Linked DNA regions of Sus scrofa: region 2 is linked to region 1. A link is a contact called in public promoter capture Hi-C data. All regions are on one chromosome and are shown on one strand. Each heading gives the region's core, a stretch centred on a gene start, on an enhancer-like site or on the middle of the called end of the contact. The rest is flanking DNA. Distances are from core to core; before and after follow the strand shown. Region 1 holds the start of SENP6 (sentrin-specific protease 6). Region 2 holds the start of COX7A2 (COX7A2 protein).

Region 1 (6,531 bases), core at 998-3,497:
GTAGAAACTGATAATTTCACTTGCAATTGTAGATTCAAAGACAAGCATGACTGAACTAGAAAGGAATTTAGAGACTTTAATTTAGAGGTTTTCATAGTGTGGTTCCCTGATCAGCTGCCTCTGGATCACCTAGGAACTTGCTAAAAATGCAAATTCTGGAGTCCCCTGGTGCTCTAGTGGTTAAAAACTGCATTGTCACTGCTGTGGCTTGGGTTACTGCTGTGGCAGAGGTTTGATCCTCTGGAACTTTGGCTTGCTGAATGCAAATTTGAAGGCCCAGTCCAGACCCACTGACTCAGAAACTCTAACAAAGAGGTAGATCAATGTGTTTTATTTTAACAAGCCTTTTCAGGTGAGTTGGATGCATGCTAACATTTGAGAACCACTGGTTTAATCTATATTTCTCTTTTAAAGTTGGAATTACAGAGTTTTCTCAAGATGACCTGAATTTAACACTATTTAAAAATAAAATGGTGGACTTCAGCAACTTAGAAATTTATTATCTTACAATTCCGTAAAGTCAGGGATCCAACATCCGTCTCACTGGGATAATAGCCAGACAGCAAGCAGTTTTGCCTTCTGGAAGCTCTAGGGGAGAATGTTTCCTTGCCTTTTCCAGCTTCCAGAGGAAGCTATTGTTAAAACAGATTCTGGTACCTTCTTCCATTTTAAAATCAGAGATTCCTTTTCAAAACTGCATTTTGGAGTCTGTACAAACGAATTTAATCGCCCACAGCTGCCTTGGTATTGCAACTGTCACTGGCACAGACTCCATGTCATACAGCATCACTACTGGATGTGGATAGGCTGTATCCTCAAGCCACAAAAATAGCAAATGATAATAAATTATATTCATTATATTACTCTTATCAATCAGGAAAGACTATTCTTTCATTTTAGGAAGAGATTTTTAACAGAAGTTTTAAACAAAAAATTTTTCCACTTATTCTTTGGTTATCAGGACAACTAAACCGGCTGGTTGCATTCACCAAAGTTTGCACTAAACCATAGGTTTTCTCTTATCATTTTACTAGCTGTTTAACTTTCCTTGAGATAGAGCATAAATTGTTATTTTTTTTCAAGAGGGATAGCGAGGGATTTAAGAAAAATATTAGGTTAGAGGACTACACACCGAAAGGAGTGGAGTTTCGATGGTGGGACGATGTCTAACCTCTTTCCTTTTCTATATTGTCCAAATTTTCATTCCTGAACATGCCGTATTTTTATAATTAAAAAAAAAAAAAAAAAAGCGCCAAGGAGGAGAGCAAAGATGACATGGTCACCTTAATCCCGAGCCCTGACTGGTGGGGGCCGGTTAGGGTTCTGAAGTCTCGGTAGAAGACTTTTTTTTCAGCACTGTCACCAAAGGGTAGGGTAGCATCGTCCCTGATGGATTCTTCTTTGAAAATGGACAAGGATCAGCAATCACTTTGCACACCTGTGATAGCACTGCCTCATGCTACCTTTTCTCCGCGGTCGGCTACGGTTTACACTCGGGGCCATGAACCCAGAACCTTCCTCAGGCCATCGCGGTGCCAAGGGAGCCAAGGGCGTCACCGGCCCGGCGGGGCCGCGCTCGAGCCCCAGGTCGCTCCCGACTTAGTGGGAAAGTGCCGTGGCCGAGTGCGCGCCGCGAGGGGCCGGCGAGAGGCGGGCGGCAGGCGCCACGCGGCGGGCTCGATACGGATCCGCGGCGCGCTCGGCCTGCGAGCGAGCCCGGCTCCTGGGGGCGCCGCGCTGGGCGGCAGGCGGGGCGGGCGGCTCGGGAGCCGGGCGGCGGCGGCGGCGGCGCCCGTGGGGGAGGAGCGGCGGCGGCGGCGGCCGGAGCTGCTGTGGCGACGGACGCGAGGCGGTGGCAAAGGGGACCCACCCCTACCCGCACGGCCAGTCGCAGAGGCCTCTGCTGATGCATTCGCGTCTGGGCGGAGTGGGCGGGCGGCCGTAGCGGCGGCGGCGGCGGCTGCAGAGGGAGCAGAGGGCCCGGGGCGCCTGCGGGTCGCGGAGCCCTCGCCGCCCCGGCGCGGCCATTTTACGGCCCGGCCTGGGGGAGGCGTGTTCGCTTGCTCGCCCTCAGCCCCTCTTCCCGCGGGCCCGAGGCCGGGGGGCGTCTCAGGCGGCCGCGGGGGCCGGTGGATGGGGAGTCGCGGGCCGAGAGGCACCGGGCCCGGGAAGCGCCGCCGCCGCCGCCGCCGCTCGCATTCTCCGGGAGGGGCCTGAGCAGCGCAAGCCGCGGGCCTCGCCGCCCGCCAGCCCGCGGAGAGGCCCGTGAGCGCCCGCCGGCCTCTGTGTGGCCCTCCTGCCGGGGCAGCGCCGCCCGCCTGACGGCCGAGGGCCAGGCCCGCAGCCCTGCGGCGGCTCCCTCCCTGCGGCACGGGCCCGCGTCCCGGCGAGCGCGGCGGCGGGCTGGGCCATGGACTGAGGCGGCGGCGGCGTGGGAGGAGGAAGATGGCGGCGGGCAAGAGCGACGGCAGCACCGGGGAGATCACTTTTCTGGAAGGTACCGCTCTGTCTGCCCCGGTGTAGTGGGGGTGGGGAAGTTCGGGGAACCGTGGCCACGATGCCCGGAGCTTCGGTTAGGCCGCCGGGTGGGGCCGGGGGTGGCACAGGGGCCGGGGGCGGGGAGCGGCGAGCGCCCCAGGTTCGAGGCCGCTGGGCCGGGGGAGCGGGGAGGCCGAGGGATGGCGGAGGGCTGGGGCCTTGGCGGCGCGCAGCCGGGTCCCCGGAAAGTCTGGGTTTTTCTGTGGCGGCCTGAGTCCGAGAGCAGATTGTACGCGGGTCTTGTCCGGATCCGTGGAAAGTTTGCAGTTGCTCAGGTTGGGTCAAGTCGGGGGCCTGTCTGAGTTGGGGGGGCGGTGGTTTCCCTGGTTCTTCTGTCCTCAGAGCGTCGGGCTTCCTTTTTTGCAGGCCTGGCCCTGTCTGCTAATCTCACGAAACGTGTTTTGCTGAACGTATTTGATAAAATAATTCAGCAGCGAAAAAGAGAACGGGCTTCACAGTGTCAATTTGGGGACAGTGACCCCAGCAAACAGAGTTTGCGTGGTTCCATTTTATTTCACTCGTGAGGAAAAGTTAAACATTTGCTGCAGACGGACTAAGCCATTCTTAGGAAAAGCTCCCTGTTGTTGTTGGAATGGAGGGAATGGGTAGCAATGTTGACTCTTGGCCTACCTAGGTCAGTACCCTCCAAATACAGCGAAATTCGTCGTAGTTGTGGATCAGGAACTCTACTGTTCTTCGCTTAATTTGACTCTGGGTTCGCTGTTCATGCTGGTAATTGGGTTTATAAATACATTCAGGAGAGTGGGTCTATCCACTGTGCAGTGATTGTTAAAAAAAGATTACTCTGGGTCATTTTGCAAAGATGATTTTCATATGGAGTATAAGCAATTCTTTAAAAATAACTAGAGACAATTCTGTATTGAGAAGGTACAACTTATCTGTGGTCCCAGTACCTCTAAGAGGGTGTTGAAGAATGAGTATGCTATGTTAAATTTTCAACTGTGCCTGAAGCACAGTGGGTACTCAGTATGAGTCTGATGAACAAATAGGTACTAATAGAGGTGAATGGGAAAAGAAATCTTAATTTTCTTAATTCTTTCTTGAGTATTAGAAGAGCAAAGGAAATTTTACTTTGGTATGCAACCCGGCCTTTATTTTAAAATGAGGGTTTTTTTTTTTAATTAAAAAAGTAGTTGATTTACAGTGTTGTGCTGATTTGTGCTGTATAGCAAAGTGATCTAGTTATACACGTATATGTTCTTTTTCCTTTTCTTTTCCACTATGGTTTATCACAGGATATTGAATATAGTTCTCTGTGCTATACAGTAGGATCTTGTTTTTTATCCATCCTATATATAATAGTTTGCATCTGCTAGTCCCAAATTCCCAGTCCTTCCTTCGCCCACTCCACTCCCCCTTGGCAACCACAAATCTGTTCTCTATGTAAAAACGATGACAGTCTTATATGGAACTCGTATAAAGAAGATGTGGAAAGCTTCTAAGTTTTTCTGGGTTCATTTCATATTTCTTCTCTTCTACCTTCTTTCTAGTTTGGGCAGAGTAGTTACCTGTCAGGCTGAGAGTGGTGCAGCTTGTGTTACAGGTAGTGCTCTGCATTATTTTTTGTTTTGACCTGGGAACCACAAAAGATACCTTATTGTAGTCAGTATGCAGATGACTTTTGTGTTGTAGTACGGTAGGCTGTAGGCTTCTGATACAGTTTAAGCTCTGATTAGACCTACGTACAAAGGATAGAGCATAAGTAAGGCCAGCAGATACAAGGCTGATGTGAATTTAGAACTGTTGCTTTTAGTTCAAACTTAAGGGTCTATGCATTGATCTAGGGGATAAACTTGAGTTTCACTGCATCTCCTTCAGCATTTTCACAGAGAAGGTGAATGGTACCTTGTCTAGAATATGAGCACAAGGGAGAGGGAGGATTTCAGTTTTTCATAGACTATACTGAATCTTTCAAAATAAACGGAGGGAGTTCCTGTTGTGGCTCAGCGGGTTACAAACCCGACCTGTATACATGAGGACTCGGGTTCACTCCCTAGCCTCACTCAGTGGGTTAAGGATCCAGCTTTGGCCTGAGCTGTGGTGTAGGCTGCAGATGGGGCTCACAGTCTGCGTTGGTGTGGCTGTGGTGTAGGCCGGCAGCTGCAGCTCCAATTCGAGATTTGACCCCTAGCCTGAGAACTTCCATATGCAGAAGGTGCTGACCTAAAAGGCAATAAATAAATAAATGCAATATTTAGTACTGGTATTTTTGTGTTTAATATTTTATATTTAATTCTTTTGGTTTTTTACACTTTTCAATGATAAAACACTCCGCTGTAACTTGCCATACATTTTATATTACCTTGTTTATATGTTTTCCAAATGTTTCCCCATAGACCCTTTAGGATTTACTATTTCACACCTACATAGTATACTTTTCTTACTATCCAATAGAACTTTCTGAAAAACAGATTTTTATTTACTCATCAAATACTTATAGCTGCCTACTCTGTGCTAGGTGCTGTACCAAGGTGAATACAGCACTGCCTAAGATAGGGTCCTTACTTTCGTAGGATTTGTACATTTCAGTGAGAAGGACTTAATATAAATAAATAAAAACTCATCTGTTGAGAACAGTCTTATCCCATTTTTTTCTCATAATTTTCTTTATTTAGGTCTGCTCAGACCTGACAACCTACTTAAAATGCCATGCTGCCACACTCATATGTATAAACACATGGTATTCCCTTTAAATGTTTTACTTTTCATGTGATGAATTTGTGTCTTCATGGTTTTTAGTCCTGTTAAAACATAAGCTCCATGAAAGCCAGGACTTTCTCTTTTCACCATCATATTTCCTGCACCTGGAACATGTTTGCTGTGAATGAAATAAACCAGATGACAATAGTGTAATAAAGACTGAAAGAAATATACAGAGCAATGGACAAATGAGAAAGCCGTTTTACTTAGTGTTCAAGTCAGGAAGGGCCTTTCTGAGGAGGTGACACCTGTGATAAGGTAATACCTTAACTGTGGGACTAAAGTACAGCAAAGAGTATGATGCCTGTAAATGTTCCAAGGAGATACAGGATTGCATTTGTTTAAGAAAAAAAACTGAAAAGGTTATGATGGCTGAAATACAGCAAAGAAGAGAGTGATATCAAATAGTGCAGCAGATCATGCATGATGATGAATTTTTATTTCATTCTGAGAAATAGGAAGTCATTGAAGAATTTAGGACAGAGGGGTGTCATGATATGATTTATCTTATAAAAAATATCCATTTTATTAATGGGGCGAATTAGAGGAGAGCAAGAGTGGAAGCAGGACTTTAGTTAGGGGAATAGTGTAGTCTGAGAAATAGCCAGGGCAGGTTTAAGATAGTGACAGTGAAAATGGAGAAGAGAATTGACCAAAGGTTCTTTTGGGTATAGAGCTCACAGGATTTCTTGATGCATTGTGTGTCTAGGATCAGAGTGAGGGAGGAGTCAAAGATGGCTCCTGGGGTTTGGGGTTGAGGTTTTGGGGGGCTAATTCCATTTGCAGAGCTGGAGTAGACGGGTAGAGGAATGAGAATAAATTAATAGCTCTGCTTTGGCCATTTTAAGTTGGAGATACTTGTTTGTAATCCATGTTCTAAATTATGTTTTACATTCTTATAAACTGTTGAGTGCTAATTCCATTTCCTTTTTTGGCTTCACTAGGGAAAAAGAGGCCTACCGTTTACTGCTGTACTTTATTTTGTTGGTATATAGTATCACACTGAAATTGCATCAATTTAATTAGGCTGCAGCTTGTATAGTGTTTTTTCTTTCCTCTCTTTGGCTTGTTTCTCTCTCTTCTCTTCACTTAAGGTTGTCTTCTATGCCTTTTCTACTTGTGATAGTTTGGCAGGTTTCTCTTTTGTGCATTCATTCAGCAGATACTTACTAAGCAACTGTAATGGTGTAGGTACTACACTGAGGCACAGTGATGAGGGAGAAAAAAGGTCCGGTCCCTCTACCCCCCGGAATTTCCAGCCCAGTTAGGAGA
Region 2 (6,505 bases), core at 558-3,057, 400 kb before region 1:
TAGTTTTTGTTTCTCTGCAACTTTATTTTCAAGCTGCCTGCGTGAAGCAGTGCTTATGGTCCTCTGGGCAATCTGACGAAGAGCCTGAAATAAAAAACCCATATGCATTAAACAGATTTTGGGCTTAAAAACCTTCAAAACCAGACACATCTAATCTTTAACACTACAGAAAAGGGAAACAGAAAGTTAAAACATATCTGATTTGTCAATAAACAAAGTCTTAGATAAGTACAAGGTTTTCCTATTTGTTACCCAGTCACCGCTCTTTACATTACATTCTGAAGCATCTAAAGACCACATTCAAGGAGATCCTTACCTGAACTTATGAGGGAAACATACTGATATATAGATATTTAAAAAATAAAGACTGGGAGTTCCCGTCATGGCTCAGTGGTTAACAAATCTGACTAGGAACCATGAGGTTGCGGGTTCGATCCCTGGCCCTGCTCAGTGGGTTAAGGAGCTGTGGTGTAGGTTGCAGACGCAGCTGGGATCCCGCGTTGCTGTGGCTCTGGTGTAGGCCAGTGGCTACAGCTCCGATTCGACCCCTAGCCTGGGAACCTCCATATGCCATGGGGGCGGCCCAAGAAACGGCAAAAAGACAAAAAAACTAAAAATAAAAAATAAAGACTGGTTACAAAATACACTAAGGTCAAAGTCTTTTTTGTTGTTGTTGTCTTTTGTCCTTTTAGGGCCGCACCCGCAGCATATGGAGGTTCCCAGGTTAAGGGGTCTAATCTGAACTGTAGCTGCCAGCCTATGCCAGACCCACAGCAACGCAGGATCCGGAGCCGCGTCTGCGACGTAGCCCACAACTCACAGCAACGCCGGACCCTTAACCCACTGAGCAAGGCCAGGGATCCAATCCGCAACCTCATGGTTCCTAGTCAGATTCGTTTCCGCTGTGGCATAATGGAAACTCCCAAAGTCTTTTTTTTTTTTTTTTTTTAATACTTACCATTATTAAAAACCTATTACTTGACATCAAAATAAACTGGCATGGTTCCTGCTTCATTGAAATGCTTTCCTCATTACATTTCCTGTGTAAGTCTTACCAAAAAAGCGACTTACATTACATATCCAGTTAAATAATAAAATAGGCACTCCACTTTCTAAAATAAATGACATATTGAGAAGTAAAGCCTTACTGGATAATCACTGTTACATTTTCTCTTTTTTTCAAAATTTTGGGAAAATATTTCACCTGCTCAAAGTCGGTGGGGGAGTGAAGGACACTGAAGAAGCGCCTGATGGAAGCAACCCAACCCTTAGGCTGCGAATGCTCCTTAAGTCCCGGACAAAATTGAATGATTTGCATTTTAAACTGCCTTCTCATGCTTGCGAAGCTCAGAACGCCTGAGACTGCACCCTTTCACTATCAGAGCAACTTTGGGTCTGACGCTATCGAGTCTCAGGAACTTCTCACCTGGACCGACAACGTTAGGGATGCGACCAAGAAGCCAAGGTTTGTCTAACGCACAGAACTCCGGGCACCTCTTCAGCCTCGCCCCCTCCCCTGCAACTACCCAGCACAGCGGGGTCGAGACGGATGCACAGACGGAAAGAGTAAGGTCACCGGAAAGGACACGGACCCAAGCCGCCCTCTCCCTCTCTTTTCCCCTCAGGAGAGGCTTTTCTGTCTCTTCCCTTCAGCCTCCGCTCCCAACCCTCCCACCCCACATCACGAAGGCCGGCCGAGATGGCCCTCACCAGCAGATTCCGCAGCATCTTGGCTCAGTCACGACCCACCAACCGCGATAACTGAATACCACGAACGGCAACCCACACACCGGAAGCGGAACTACCCTCAGGTCTCGCGCAAGCGCCTGGAAAACTAGTGCTTCCGGGCGGAGGCGGGGCTTGCGCTCCTTCAACCGAAGACCGCGGAAGGAGCGAAAGAGCGGCCGAGTGGCTGTGACTGATATAGGCGGTGCGCTGTATGTCTCGATGCCTCGATCTCACTCCGGAGCTTCCCGAGAGCTCCACCTGGGGAGGAGCAAATGCTTTTGACATCAGAGAGGCGGGGAATGAGCCCTCAGTACTCTTCTATACAGCTTAGACAAAATCACTGTGAGACCAGGCTACCGCAGAACATTATGTGTGTGTTTTGAACGGGAAGGCGTAAAACTCTGAGCAGCCTTTGCGCCACTCTTTAGAACACTAGTTTGGCCAAACTCTATAAACTGTGGAGCTGGATGAAATGCAAAATAGAAAGGATAACTCCTCTTACACGAATACAATCAGTTTTCTCCACCGAAGGCACGGTTGGGGGGCATTACCGTTCCTTGTGCAGAGGCGGCTGTGAAAAGCTGCGGCGGGATAATAGTTTTCATCCCAGACCTTTGGAGGCTGCGGAGCTGCTCGTGCAAGCGGCACTTCCACAGACAGGGTCGCGGAATTGTGGAAACTTCGCTCGTTTCTGAGTCTTGGGAAGCGCTGAAAAGAGGAGGAGATTTTAATCGAGACACCAGACATGGGATGAAAGATCTTGCTGTCTCAGTCTAGCAGGGCACTTTCCATGTAGAGAGTTGCTAGGCCCAGCAATGACTGTACCGATATCAATCGTGCTTAAATAATGCCACCTTCTAAGTGCCCACCCTAAGCAGGTATAAATATAAAACCATCTACCCTGCACTACAATAAATATCTTCACACCTTTTAAACAAACTCTTAATTATTCCATTGGCATTTCAAATAGATTATATATGTGTTCAGCATAGATGAAATGTGCAGATAAAATCAGTAATATTGAAATTATTATTCCTTCTAATCTTTAGGGTTAAAACTACCAAGTTACCTGGTCCCATTTCAAGTTCTTTTCCTCACCAACTTTAATACCTAATTATTTATAAATTGCAAATACCCAATTCATCTCTTCCCCAGATTGGGATGAAAAGGACCTGGTTTATTCTCCACTCTATTATGCATTGTCATCAAATTCTTGGGGACAATTACCAGATGCCAATAGCTGGGGCATATTGATTTTTTTAAAATGGACTGTCTGTAATTTGAAATTGTTAAAGTTGTATAGGCTCTTATGTTTTATCTAGCCAACTAGATAGTAAACTTCTCAAAAACAGAGATTATGTGAGTTTCTTACCACTCCCCTAGGACTGCTTAACAGAGGTAATCTACTAACCAACAGATGAATTAACGCTATATAATAGGTAACAGGTCCAGGACACTATGTTTCTGCCCCCAAAGAACCAAAGAATCACACGAAATAGATTCCAAAGTAGATACACATCCTTATATTCTTGTCACTACAACTCTCCCCTTTACTGGATCATTCCATGAGCATATGAGCACATCCCCAAATTAAACAGACCTCCTTTTACTTTTTACCATTTTGCTTCTTCAACATAAAAACAGCTTTATACTTGTCTTCCCTTCCACTCCTAATTTTTGAACTGTCAGTATCAGTTTTCATCTTTTTCATCTATCAGCAACATTTAACAGCTAATCATTCCCTCACAATATCCCTTCAGGGTTTAGTTTGGAAATAAACCATATATGTAATAGGGTGTAAGGTCTGTACAGTTTGAAACATGGTCTTAAGGAGACTGCCAAACACTACTCTTGCAGGGGGTACTAGTTCAGCAGCTGCTATTGGTTTCCCTTCCTGGATACTCATCCACTTCATTTCTAAATTTCAGAGGACCACATTCTTCCTACAAGCATCCCTTTTGTGATTTCGTCCAATGCCATGAAATACCTTCTGTGTGTGAACAGCTCTCCAGCCTGACCTTTCCCTTTATCCCCAGACATCTATTTAGATGTCTAATAGGAATCCCAAACTTAACAACCAAAACTGAAGTCTACTTTCCAATCCTTATTTCCAAGCCTTCTCTTCCATTTTCTTTATTTCAAGCCCCCAACTTTGGCTGTTTTCTGTCATAACCTGTAACTAATCTCAAAGAAAATTCTGTTGGCTGCACTTTTAAATAATCTGAATATGACCACCTACCTCCACTGCTACCACCACTCCAGGTCAAGCTATCACCTCTTGCTTACATTACTGCAAAAGCCTTTGAAACTGGTTTCCCTGCTTCTACTCTTCCATTCATTCAGTCTGCCTTCCACACAGCAGTGATCCTTTTAAGGACTTAAATTATGTTAGATAATGACTCTGCTTAATATTACTTTGTTCAGAGTTTCCATCATGGCTCAGCAGTTAATGAACCCGACTAGTATCCATGAGGATGTGGGTTCGATCCTTGACCTCGCTCAGTGAGTGAGTTAACATTCCAGCATTGTCGTGAACTGTGGTGTAGGTCACAGACAAGGCTCAGAACCTGCGTTGCGGTGGCTGTGGTGTAAGCCAGCAGCCACAGCTCTGATTCGACCCCTAGCCTAGGAACCTCCATATGGCAGCAGTGTGGTGCTAAAAAGACAAAAAAAAAAAAAAAAAAAAAAAAGGCTTTGTTCACTGCTGTATCCCCAGCACCCAGAATAGTAACAGGCGCTAAGAAATGCTTAGTAACTATTGATTGAGCGAATAGTAACACTGCACGAAAGAGTGAACTCATTTCGTTGAGTAGAAAAATTCACAAAATCTTTTTTAATACTTGTACTCCTTTCAAACACTCTTCAGTCCCAGTGTTCCTCACTCACTATCCCCTTGCTCTGTAAATCATGATTTTCTTGACAGGAAAATATGGCTGAAATTTAGCTGGATGCCTATCAAACTTACTTCCCAGGTACACTTGCAACCTGGGACCTGGTTTGTAAATTCACCCTCTAAAGCAGAACAGTTGATTTCAAAGTAGTTTCCTTTCCAAAACATTAGCTTGAGGTTCTTTTGTAATATAAGAAAATTATTAGAGGAGTTCCCATCATGGTTCAGTAGAAAATGACCCCAATTAGGATCCATGAGGATGTGGGTTTGATCCATGGCCTCACTCAGTGGGTTAAGGATCCAGTGTTGCCATGAACTGCGGTGTAGGTCATAGACACAGCTCAGATCTGGCATTGCTGTGGTTGTGGCGTAGGCCAGTGGCTGCAACTCCGATTTAACTCCTAGCCTGGGAACTTCCATAAGCCTTGGGTGCATCTCTAAAAAGACAAAAAGAAAAAAAAAAAAAAAAAAAAGAGAGATGGTGAACAGATCTTGGAGAACTGCAATCAAATAGTTGGGTTTGGCAGAAGAACAAATGGAGGTATGAGGCAACAGTGGAAGAGAGGAGTGAGATTTTAATGATGAATTTAAATTTTATCCGGAAGGTGCCTTAGGGCCATTTAAAGGTTTAAATGGCAAAAGGTCAAGAATCCAAACTCTATTTCAAGGTCATTCTGGTAGTAGTGAAAGGCTGGATTCAATATGAGTTATTTGAGACAGAGTCCATTAGCGGCACTTTCATCCAAGTAAAAAAGAAAACCTGAAATAAGTCAGCAGCAAAAGAGATGAAGCCAAAGAGATGTAGATAAGTGGATGAGATGACAGCCAACAACGAGGAAATACCTCCAAAAATCAACAAAAATGTCATGACTTACTGGACTGGGAAATTAAGAGAGGAGAGCAAGATTTCAGACTTAACTGTTAAAACAGTTCGTCATTCCATTCACTACATCGAGGAATGATGAGAAAAACCCCAGGCTAGGATGGGCGAGTTCATCTGATTTGACAAAAAGGAGAGGGAACTGTTGAGTGCCATTTTTCTGTACTTCATATTAAGTGCTGATCATCTCCCAATTCCCTTATTCCTCAAAACAAAATCTGTCAAGTGGGTATTAAAATCCCCATTTTACTGACAAGGAAATGGTAATGTCAGTGGTTGAGGGGATTAAATAATCTCTAACAGTTTGTATAATAAAAAGCCAGGTCAGCCTGATTCTAAAAACCATATTCTTTCTACTGAAACTTTCTCAGACGCAGACTGAGAGGGAAGAGACCACAGAGCAATAGTGGGGTGAAGGCCTGGCTGAAGCTGAAGAGGTCATTAAAATATAAACAGCACTTTTACAAGCTTTGTTGTTAAAAAGGACAGAGAGCACACACCCCAGGGATTATTTTAGATCAATGATTCAAGTGCAACTTAACATATAATTGTAAAGCTATTATTGCTGCAGTTCTCTCTCTTGAAACAAAGTGGCGTTCAGTCATGACAAGAAAAGTAGTACGGGGGTAGTTCCTGTTGTGGCTCAGCAGTGAGGAATCCGACTAGGATCCATGAGGATGCAGGTTTGATCCCTGGCCCCAACCAGTGGGTTACGGATCCAGTGTTGCCGAGAGCTGTGGTGTAGGTCACAGACAAGGCGTTGCTGTGGCTGTGGCGTCGGCCTGCAGCTGCAGCTCCAATTCAACCCCTAGCCTGGGAACTTCCATATGCTGGCCTTAAAAGTATCCAGCCCTAAAAAAATAAAATAAGATAAAAACTGATGTATAGTGAGTTCAATCTTCTTTCACATCACCCTGCATTTAAATGCCTGTAACATACAGAGAAGCCTCCATTCACATCCCCTGAAGTATAGACTTTTTTTGTTTTTTATGTAATCACCAAGAGGT

Evidence for each region. Promoter capture Hi-C pulls out the DNA fragments that hold promoters and counts their contacts.
Region 2: a promoter capture Hi-C map of liver shows a contact between it and region 1, with 2.2 times the contacts expected there. The contact joins the promoter of COX7A2 here to the promoter of SENP6 in region 1. A contact is called at or near these places in 1 of 5 promoter capture datasets (liver) and 1 of 2 datasets of contacts at active chromatin or transcription factors (alveolar macrophages).

What each region holds. Positions count from the first base shown.
Region 1 is chr1:90,295,697-90,302,227 of Sscrofa11.1, reverse strand. SENP6 (sentrin-specific protease 6) reads left to right here and starts at 2,247. Exons shown (of 24, transcript XM_021092294.1): 1 at 2,247-2,497. The coding sequence starts at 2,446.
Region 2 is chr1:90,692,048-90,698,552 of Sscrofa11.1, reverse strand. It overlaps COX7A2 (COX7A2 protein), which reads right to left and starts at 1,807. Exons shown (of 4, transcript NM_001097484.1): 1 at 1,711-1,807; 2 at 1-84. The coding sequence starts at 1,728.